Regions from separate parts of the Capra hircus genome. Here region 1 is linked to region 2. The links are chromatin contacts, called in public Hi-C maps. All regions are on one chromosome and are shown on one strand. Each heading gives the region's core, a stretch centred on a gene start, on an enhancer-like site or on the middle of the called end of the contact. The rest is flanking DNA. Distances are from core to core; before and after follow the strand shown.

What was found. Hi-C and Micro-C count contacts between places; a contact is called where the count stands out from the background.
Region 1: a Hi-C map of blood shows a contact between it and region 2, with 8 times the contacts expected there. The contact joins two enhancer-like sites. A contact is called at or near these places in 3 of 5 Hi-C or Micro-C datasets (blood and liver).

What each region holds. Positions count from the first base shown.
Region 1 is chr2:97,837,408-97,842,274 of ARS1.2, reverse strand. No RefSeq gene overlaps it. Among named protein-coding and RNA genes, the nearest start is that of UPP2, 79 kb to the left of the region's middle. Within about 2 kb of position 1,409, at least 1 of the 5 cell types and tissues checked has an H3K27ac peak or open chromatin away from gene starts, as enhancers often do.
Region 2 is chr2:97,619,630-97,624,331 of ARS1.2, reverse strand. ACVR1 (activin receptor type-1) reads left to right here. Exons shown (of 11, transcript XM_005676108.3): 4 at 4,122-4,385. Among named protein-coding and RNA genes, the nearest start is that of ACVR1, 98 kb to the left of the region's middle. Within about 2 kb of position 2,666, at least 2 of the 5 cell types and tissues checked have an H3K27ac peak or open chromatin away from gene starts, as enhancers often do.

The DNA of each region.
Region 1 (4,867 bases), core at 160-2,659, 220 kb before region 2:
AAATTTACACTTTAATACTGGCTTTCCTGAAACACTTTGATAAAGTTTCATAAACAGACTTATGTACAATCATCCTCTCTTATCCAAGGTTCTGCTTCCTATAGTTTGTTACTCAAAGTCAACCGCCGCCTGAAAATAATGAGGAAAACTCCAGAAATAAATAATTAGCAAGTTTTAAGTTGCAGGCCATTCTGAGCAGCATGATGAAATCTCGCGATGTCCTGCCCGCGACTTGCATCTTCTTTGCCTGCATATCAGCTGTTGGTGTGGTGGTTTGTAGAGCTTGGGTTCAGGTAACCCTTACTGTACTTAATTATGACACCAAAGTGGATGTCTAGTGATTGTGGCAATCAAGTTATGCCACAGGGAAGCTATAAAGTGCTTCCTTGAAGTGAAAAGGTGAAAGTGCTCAACTTGAGGAAAGGGAAACCATCCAATGCTGAGGCCTGTGGTAAGACGGAATCCTCTCTCTTTGAAATTGTGAAGAAGGAAAAAGAAACCTCTGCTGGTTTTGTTTTTCTGTACCTCAAACTGCAAAATTTATCACCACAGTGCCTGGTAAGTGCTCAGTTAATTTGGAAAAGGCATTAAGCTTGTACAAGATATTTTGAGAGAGAGACCACATTCAGTTAGCTTTTATTACAGTATTTTTGTTATAATTGCTCTATTTTATTATTGTTGTTAATCTCTCACTGTGTCTAATTTACAAAGTAAACTTTATCATAGATATGCATGTATGTGAAAAAAACATAGTATATTGATATAAAAGTTTCCAGGTATTCATTGAGAAACGTTTTCCCTGCAAATAAGGGGGACTACTGCCAAAGTGGGAAATCATGTGAAAGATACTGTCTTTTGTTTCTTTGTTTTTTATTGGGGTATATAAAGTCTTTTTTTAAAAAAATCTAAATTTCTCATCTTTAGGAAAAATCATAATTTCTCATCTTTAGGGAAAGTCTCAAAAGATTTTGAATTTGAAATATTCTTTTGTTTTTGTTGTTGTTCAGTTGCTAAGTCACGTCTGACTCTTTGCGACCCCTTCGACTGCAGCACGCCGATATTCTTACTTCCCATTAACTTTTCTTGAGGATCCATGTATCCAATACAGGTTAAATTTACTTTGTCTTTAGTCCAACTTTTGAGACCTTAAATGTATTCTTAGATCTTGGTCTTGACAATTTATCATTGTTTTTCTTAATTTAAACAGTAATACATGAGCGTCTGATTCACAGAAAGGCATATATAAGGAAAAATCATGCTACTCTTAGCAAATGTGTTGACCAAGGGATTAATCTGTGTTAAGGTTTGCCAGGCGGGGGCGGCAGAGAGCACTTGCAGAGACCGGTTAGCTGAGAACCTTAGGGCCTGGTGGTTGCCAGGGAACCCTCAGGGCATTGGAGAGCTGGGCAAGATCAATCTGTTGTGGGGAAATTAGTTGAATGGAGAGGCTGCTAACTGGAAGCACCAGCCAGGAGAAACAAGGAAAAAGAACAAGGGGCTGAATGCAAAGAGGAAAGAGCTTGGGCTTTGAAGTCACAAAAACCTGACTTATGTCACGTCAGGCAAAGGGCTTCATATCATGGTTGGTGTTTTCTGTGTATAAATGAATATAATGATCTAGATCACTGCTTCGCAAAATTGATACAAGGTGATCAGAGTATGTGGGTCAAGTGCTTATCACATTGCCTACCAGTGTACAGAAAGGGTTTAACAGATGTTGTGAGATATTATTTACGACTGCCGAGGCCAGAGAAGCTGTCAATGTTGAGCTGAGTGCCAGCTTCAGAGAAAGAAATGAATGGGCCCCTCAAAGTTAGGGAGAGAGCAGGGCAAAAGGGACCAGAAGACTGAGGACTCCGCTCACTATATCTGAGTTGAGCTGATGCCTTATTTGGACATTTAAATCTTTCCTCTAAGGATGTCTACCTACCCCTACCCCGTCTTAAAGGTACCTTTTGAAACTGTTCATTGGTAGTATCCTCTCTGGAAAGCAAACCTAGTGTTATTTTATATTAACACCCTGTGTGTGTGTTTAGCTGCTTTAGTCGTGTCCAACACTTTGCAACCCACCAGGTTCCTCTGTCCAAGGGATTCTCCAAATGAGAACACTGGAGTGGGTTGACGTGCCTTCCTCCAGGGGATCTTCCTGACCCAGGGATCCAACTAGAGTCTCTTTACATCTCCTGCATTGAAGGAGGATTCTTTACCACTAGCACCACCTCAGTTCAGTGCAGTTCAGTCGCTCAGTCGTGTCCAACCCTTTGCGACCCCATGAATTACAGCATGCCAGGCATCCCCATCCATCACCAACTTCCCGAGCTTATTCAAACTCATATTCATCAGGTCAGTGATGCCATCCAGCCATCTCATCCTCTGTCATCCCCTTCTCCTTCCACCTTCAATCTTTTCCAGCATCAGGGTCTTTTCCAATGAGTTAGTTCTTCGCATCAGAGGCCAAAATATTGGAGTTTCAGCTTCAGCATGAGTCCTTCCAGTGAATATTCAGGGCTAATTTCCTTTAGGATGGACTGCTTAGATCTCCTTGCAGTCCAAGACACTCTCAAGAGTCTTCTCCAACACCACAATTCAAAAGCATCAATTCTTTAGCACTCAGCTTTCTTTATAGTACGATTCTCACATCCGTACATGACTATTGGAAAAAACCATAGCTTTGACTAGACAGACCTTTGTTGGCAAAGTAATCTCTCTGCTTTTTAATATGCCATGAAGGTTGGTCATAACTTTTCTTCCGAGGAGCAAGTGTCCTTTAATTTCATGGTTGCAGTCACCACCTGCAGTGATTTTGGAGCCCCCAAAAATAAAGTCTGACACTTTCCACTTTTTCCCCATCTGTTTCCCATGAAGTGATGGGACCAGATGCCATGATCTTCATTTTCTGAATGTTGAACTTTCAGTCAACATTTTCACTCTCCTCTTTCACTTTCATCAAGAGGCTCTTTAGTTCTCTTCACTTTGTGCCATAAAGGTGGTGTCATCTGCATATCTGAGGTTATTGATATTTCTCCCGGCAATCTTGATTCCAGCTTGTGCTTCATCCAGCCCAGCGTTTCTCATGATGCACTCTGCATGTAAGTTAAATATGCAGGGTGACAATATACAGCCTTGATGTACTCCTACCCCTGTTTGGAACCAGTCTGTTGTTCCATGTCCAGTTCTAACTGTTGCTTCCTGACCTGCATACAGGTTTCTCAAGAGGCAGGTCAGGTGGTCTGGTGTTCCCATCTCTCTCAGAATTTTCCACAGTTTATTGTGATCCACACAGTCAAAGGCTTTGGTATAGTCAATAAAGCAGAAATAGATGTTTTTCTAGAACTCTCTTGCTATTTCAGTGATCCAACAGATGTTGGCAATTTGATCCCTGGTTCCTCTGCCTTTTCTAAAACCAGCTGGAACACCTGGAACTTCATGGTTCATGTACTGTTGAAGCCTGGCTTGGAGAATTTTGAGCATGACTTTACTAGCATGTGAGATGAGTGCAATTGTGCGATAGTTTGAGCATTCTTTGGCATTGCCTTTCTTTGGGATTGGAATGAAAACTGACCTTTTTCCAGTCCTGTGGCTACTGCTGACTTTTCCAAATTTGCTGGCATATTGAATGCAGCACTTTCACATATCATCTTTTAGGACTTGAAATAGGTCAACTGGAATTCTATCACCTCCACTTACTTTGTCAGTAGTGATGCTTGCTAAAGCCCACTTGACTTCGTATTCCAGGATTTCTGGCTCTAGGTGAGTGATCACACCATTGTGGTTATCTGGGTCATGAAGATTTTTTTTGTATAGTTCTTTGTATTCTTGCCACCTCTACTTAATACTTTCTGCTTCTGTTAGGTCCATACCATTTCTGTCCTTTATTGTGCTCATCTTTGCATGAAATATTCCCTTGGTGTCTCTAATTTTTTTTGAGATCTCTAGTCATTGCCATTCTATTGTTTTCCTCTATTTCTTTGCATTGATCACTGAGGAAGACTCTTATCCCTCCTTGCTATTCTTTGGAACTCTGCATTCAAATGGGTATATCTTTCCTTTTCTCGTTTGCATTTCATGTTTTCTTTTCTCAGCTATTTGGAAGGCCTCCTTGGACAACCATTTTGCCTTTTTGCATTTCTTTTCCATGGGGATGGTCTTGATCACTGCCTCCCGTGCAATGTCACCAACCTCCGTCCATAGTTCTTCAGGCACTCTATCAGATCTAATCCCTTGAATCTATTTCTCACTTCCACTGTATAATTGTAAGGGATTTGATTTAGGTCATACCTGAATGGTCTAGTGGTTTTCCACTTCTTCAGTTTAAGTCTGAATTTGGCAATAAGGAGTTCGTGCTCTAAGCCACAGTCAGCTCTCAGTCTTCTTTTTACTGACTGTATAGAGCTTCTCCATCTTTGGCTGCAAAGAATATAATCAATCTGATTTCAGTATTGACCATCTGGTGATGTCCATGTGTAGAGTCTTCTCTTGTTTTGTTAGAAGAGGGTGTTTGCTATGACCAGTGCCTTCTTTTGGCAAAAATCTGTTAACCTTTGACCTGCTTTGTTTTGTACTCCAAGGCCAAATTTGCCTGTTACTCCAGGTGTTTCTTGACTTCCTACTTTTGCATTCCAGTCCCCTATAATGAAAAGGACATCTTTTTTGGGTGTTAGTTCTAGAAGGTCTTGTAGGTCTTCTTAGAACTGTTCAACTTCAGCTTCTTCAGCCTTACTGGTTGGGACATAGACTTGGACTACTGTGATGTTGAATGGTTTGCCTTGGAAACACAGATCATTCTGTCATTTTTAGACTGCACCCAAATCTCAAGGTGAGTGATCTTTTGGACTCTTTTGTTGACCGTGAGGACTAGTCCATTTCT
Region 2 (4,702 bases), core at 1,417-3,916:
GACTTCAGTGGGAAACGTGGGGTTTTGTGCACCATTAGGAATGATCATCAACCGAAATGCCCTAGAGCATTCTGGAGTGCATGACTGGGCAGGTGGGCAGGAGAACATGGAAATCCCTTCATAGTGTGCATAGGTTGCTCAAGTCCCGCTTACGACATGAATGTGGGTCCTCTTGCTCTGAGGCACAAGATCATCCCAGACTGTGGACAGTCTTAGAAAATCCGCGATGCTCTTTGCTCTGCCTCTTCCTCTGCCAGTCCTGGATTAGGCTGTGAGAGTAGGTGTGTCCAGATGGTGAGCTGGGTATTGCCCAGAACAAGGAGAATCTTTTAAAAGATTCGGCCTTGGTGAACCCCTGGGATCCCCAGTCTGAGCCTGTGGTTGCAGAGCCAGCCCCGGATCCTTCCAGGTGGCACCGAGGACTCCCTGCTGCTCCCAGCCAGACGTGGGCTGCCAGTGTGTTCACACAGGCCTGGTTCTGGGGCTTCAGAGGGCACAGGGTGCCAGCCATAACACTGAGTAATGCTGGGAGGTGCCTTTAGAACAAACAGTGTGGGTGAGCTCTGCACAGAGGGAATACCTCTGGCTTGACGTTTCAATTACTGAATTATTTAAATGAGCGTCAATTAGGTAGAGTAGACTAACTGCCTTCTGCCAGGGCACTTCCTGGTTATTTGCACAGGCAAGTGTAAAATGCTTCATATCAGATGTGGTGCTTCCTGGCTGGACTGTTGAAAATCAGTCACAGAAGGTGATTATCCTTCCTCGGTGTTCCCTGATGTGTAGTGTATTTATATCTCAGTCTGAGAGATTAGAGGTCCACAGACCCTTGTCTGTGGCCCTAAAAAGGGCTTTGTGATAATTCTCACACTTCCCCACCCCACCAGCCTACTCCAAATAAGATATCCCAGGCTTACACATGTTATGGTTATTCCTAAATTTTAACAAGATGAAAACAGTGAGTCACAGGCATTTGGGGGCCTGCTGTGTTTCTTAGAATTGTGAATATTAAGATCTGAAAATGGTACTACCTTGCTTTTAACCTGCTTTGTTGAATTAGTGATCCTGGCTCAGAAAATCCTCTTGGGGTCTCTTAGGTTGATCTATTCTGTTGGATAAGATTGCCAAAGTGGCGTTTAACTAATGTTTGGGTCTGGTGTAGATGTGTGTGGGGGTGCATGGGGTCATTCTTATATTCTTGTGAATTTAAAGTCTTTATATTTGGCTGTATAAGAAAACCTGATTCACTAAGGGCTCTGCCAATCAGTTATATGGGAATTCACAAATTAAGAAAAGTAAATGTTGGTGAAAAGCAAAATAGGAAGCAGAGTTGGTGGAGTTTTTATACTTTCCCATTTGCTAACTGCTGAACTGAACTCATGGTCCCATATCAGAGACTGAGTTAATTATTACATAGAGTTAAGAGTTGTCTTCCTTCTTTTTTCCTTTTTTCTGATTGTGGCAGGGAAGATCTGAAAACCTTGGTTTTTAACTTAGAGTATAACCCCACAGGATAAAATCTGATTAAGATCTGTACCCAGTTATGCCTGGATACACTGCAGGGTTGGGTCTAGTGGGCTGAATCTTGCTAAAGATGGTATGTACTTGAGGCTGCTCACTTCTGGCAATATTCTCTAGGTCACAGTTTAAACATCTGTCAGACCATCCCCATGTCCTTTCAAAAGCTAGACCTTGGCAAGGCAGGAGACATCTTGTGCCTGTGCACCTAAAGTTTGGGCTCTGACTTGAAGAACTGAGTTCACTCTGAAGGCACATTAGAGAAATTATTGTCATTACTTTATTTCTTTTAATTGACTTTTTAAAAATTTTATTAGAACCACCAAGTGCGATTAATTCTTTGGTACCCTGAACCATCTGTTTCCATAGAATCAGTGATGAGTGAGCCCTCTATGGCCTGGGGTGGTCGTGGTTGTTCCTGGCAGACCGTACATGTAGCAAGTAAATGATTCATCCTCCTCTATTCATTATCAGTCTGTGGCCAGCTCCTCTCCTGTCTTATTTTCATTTTACCCCTTCAAGCCCTCTTCTCCAACCCAGCATCAACAGATACAACCTCTTTAATGTATTCAGTAAGTATTTTTGGATATCCATGACCTTTAAAAATTATTTAGGGTCTTAAAATACACATTTGTGTTTCACATTTACATAAATTACATTACTCAACAGCGTTTCAACATACACTTTTAAATTCTCAGCTCTGATCGCAAATCAGTATGACACCACTAACTCTGCGCCTCACCCCGCCCATCCATTTCCCTCCAGAGAGCCATCACCTGTTGGGCAGCATAGTTGGCAGCTCTCAGCACAGCTTTGTGCCATCCGAGAGTGGCAAGCATGTCTAGACTCCCTAGAAATATTATCTTTCAACTTGCTTTTGGCAAGAGTAAACTTTTTGCTGGATTATGTCAACAGATATATATGTTTCTCATCCTCATAGAAATAGATTGGTGCTGGAATTTCTCTTGGATTTCTCTAGGCAAGGAAAAATAAAAGACTACCCCTCGGCTCATTAGCATTATTGCTCATTAAAAATGTCTGAGGGCTCTTGCTCCTTGGGGGTGAGTCTGGTGACATGCATACACTGTCAGCGGCTATTTTGGATTTTCTGCTTTCGGGCATGTCTCTGCTCTTGGATGAGCCCCTTGTGGTTTTCAAAAGACCTAGCAAGGCAATTATAAATAGAAAGCTTGTGTCTGTGTGTCTGTATGCGCTTACTCCGTGGGACGAGGCACCCACATTACAGTGGGCAGTGAACTATTTTTCACTGCTTTGAAGAGGGAAGAAGAAAGATGAAGAACGCTTCTCTCTTTTTGAGATAACCCACACCTCCACACATACCCACACAAATCTGTGTAAATGAACTTGACATTTTCAAAGACCTTACCTTAAGGTCTCCTCTTGAAAGCACAGCCATCTGACCTGTTATTTTAAGAAGGAAGCCATTCTCTCACTGACCTGCTGCCACAGAGGGTTCAGGGACTAGAAGGCAGCCTGTGTGTGCTGCAGACCTTCAGGGGGTTTTGAAAGGCGACACCCCTTTATATGAACATAGCTTTGGTCAAAGTGGCCTCAGCAGACTAATCAGGGGCCTCCAGGAATTGGCTGTTTATACGCTGTCTTCACTTTCCTTCTCCGCTAGTGGAAACTGTTGGTACCAGCAAGTCTGAACTAATTATTCTAACACAGGAAAGAAAAGAGTGATTTGAAAGATGAAACTGCAAATGAGTGTTTTCAGAAAGAGACAGTTAGGAGGTCTGGTGAGGTATGCTTCACTGATGATCTGTCTTGTGCCTTGGACCAACCTGTGTAGGCTTTTCCTTTAGTCCCACTTGTTACTTTACTGTTCAAACACTGTTCTGTTCCCTTTGTCTTTTTGTGCCTCCATCCTCAATAATTAGTGCCAATTTTTTTTTCTGCCAGGTGAAAATGTTTTAGCAGTGATGAATTCCCATAGTAATTAATGTAAAAACTTAAGTGTTCCCCTACGGAAAAATTAATCTAGACATCTAAGCGAAACTATCGATAATATGGATATGTAATTATAGACCGTGCACCTTTGTGAACTCTTCTGTACTGTTGTGTTTCTGAAGCAGACAGGTGATGGCAGGAACATCAGCTGCCCTTGTGTGAGTAGTTGATGGGGTTTTGTATGCAGCTAGCAGGAGCTGGTATTAGCAGATGCCATGTATCTGGGAGCCTCTTCTACAAAAAATAAAAGTAATGAGCATTATGTTCTGGTAAAAACATTCTGATTCAAGAACTGGGGTATGAGAGCCCACCAGACCAAAGATATCTTGAAAGCCACAATGGGAGAAGTCCATTTTCAGAAGCCTGTAACAGATGATAACCGTTCTTCAGCCTGGTAGGATCTAAAAGCACACCCAGCTTATAGAAACACACTCATATCTTGAGAGGTGATTATTATTTGGTGGTTGGTCAGATGAGAGATATAAGATCATGACCAGTGGTGATGCTTCACCTGACTTTTGGTTCGGTTAATGTGTTTGTATTGATCTTGAAGAGACTGCATGATTCCCCCAGTGGGGTTACAACCCACACAGTGATTTTTGTTTGTCTTCCTTTCTCTCCCCACTTTGCAGATGAGAAGCCCAAGGTAAACCCCAAACTTTACATGTGTGTGTGTGAAGGCCTCTCCTGTGGGAGTGAGGACCACTGTGAAGGCCAGCAGTGCTTTTCCTCGCTGAGCATAAATGATGGCTTCCACGTCTACCAGAAAGGCTGCTTCCAGGTCTACGAGCAGGGGAAGATGACCTGTAAGACCCCGCCGTCACCTGGCCAGGCTGTGGAGTGCTGCCAAGGGGACTGGTGTAACAGGAACATCACGGCCCAGCTGCCTACTAAAGGTTCCCATGGACTTTTCTATTTCTAGGTGAAGGGTTTCAGTTAGTCTTATCCTGGTTCTTTGTGGGTTAAAGATGTGAGTAGCCACAAGGCTTTCCTCCTACTCTTTGAACAATGGGTGACAAGGAAGTTTAGGTCCAGTGAGGAAGAGAAAGGCATGGCCTTTTGGAATTTATAAGGAGGATGGGCATATTGGGGAAAGTGAGCAGAGTGATATCTACTGTGGGGACGATTTGGCAGACCAGATGTCATGAGAGGGTGAGTAGCTCTGATACCTTTTTCTGAAAGGGGCTATGAGATCATAATTTCTAAAACAGTT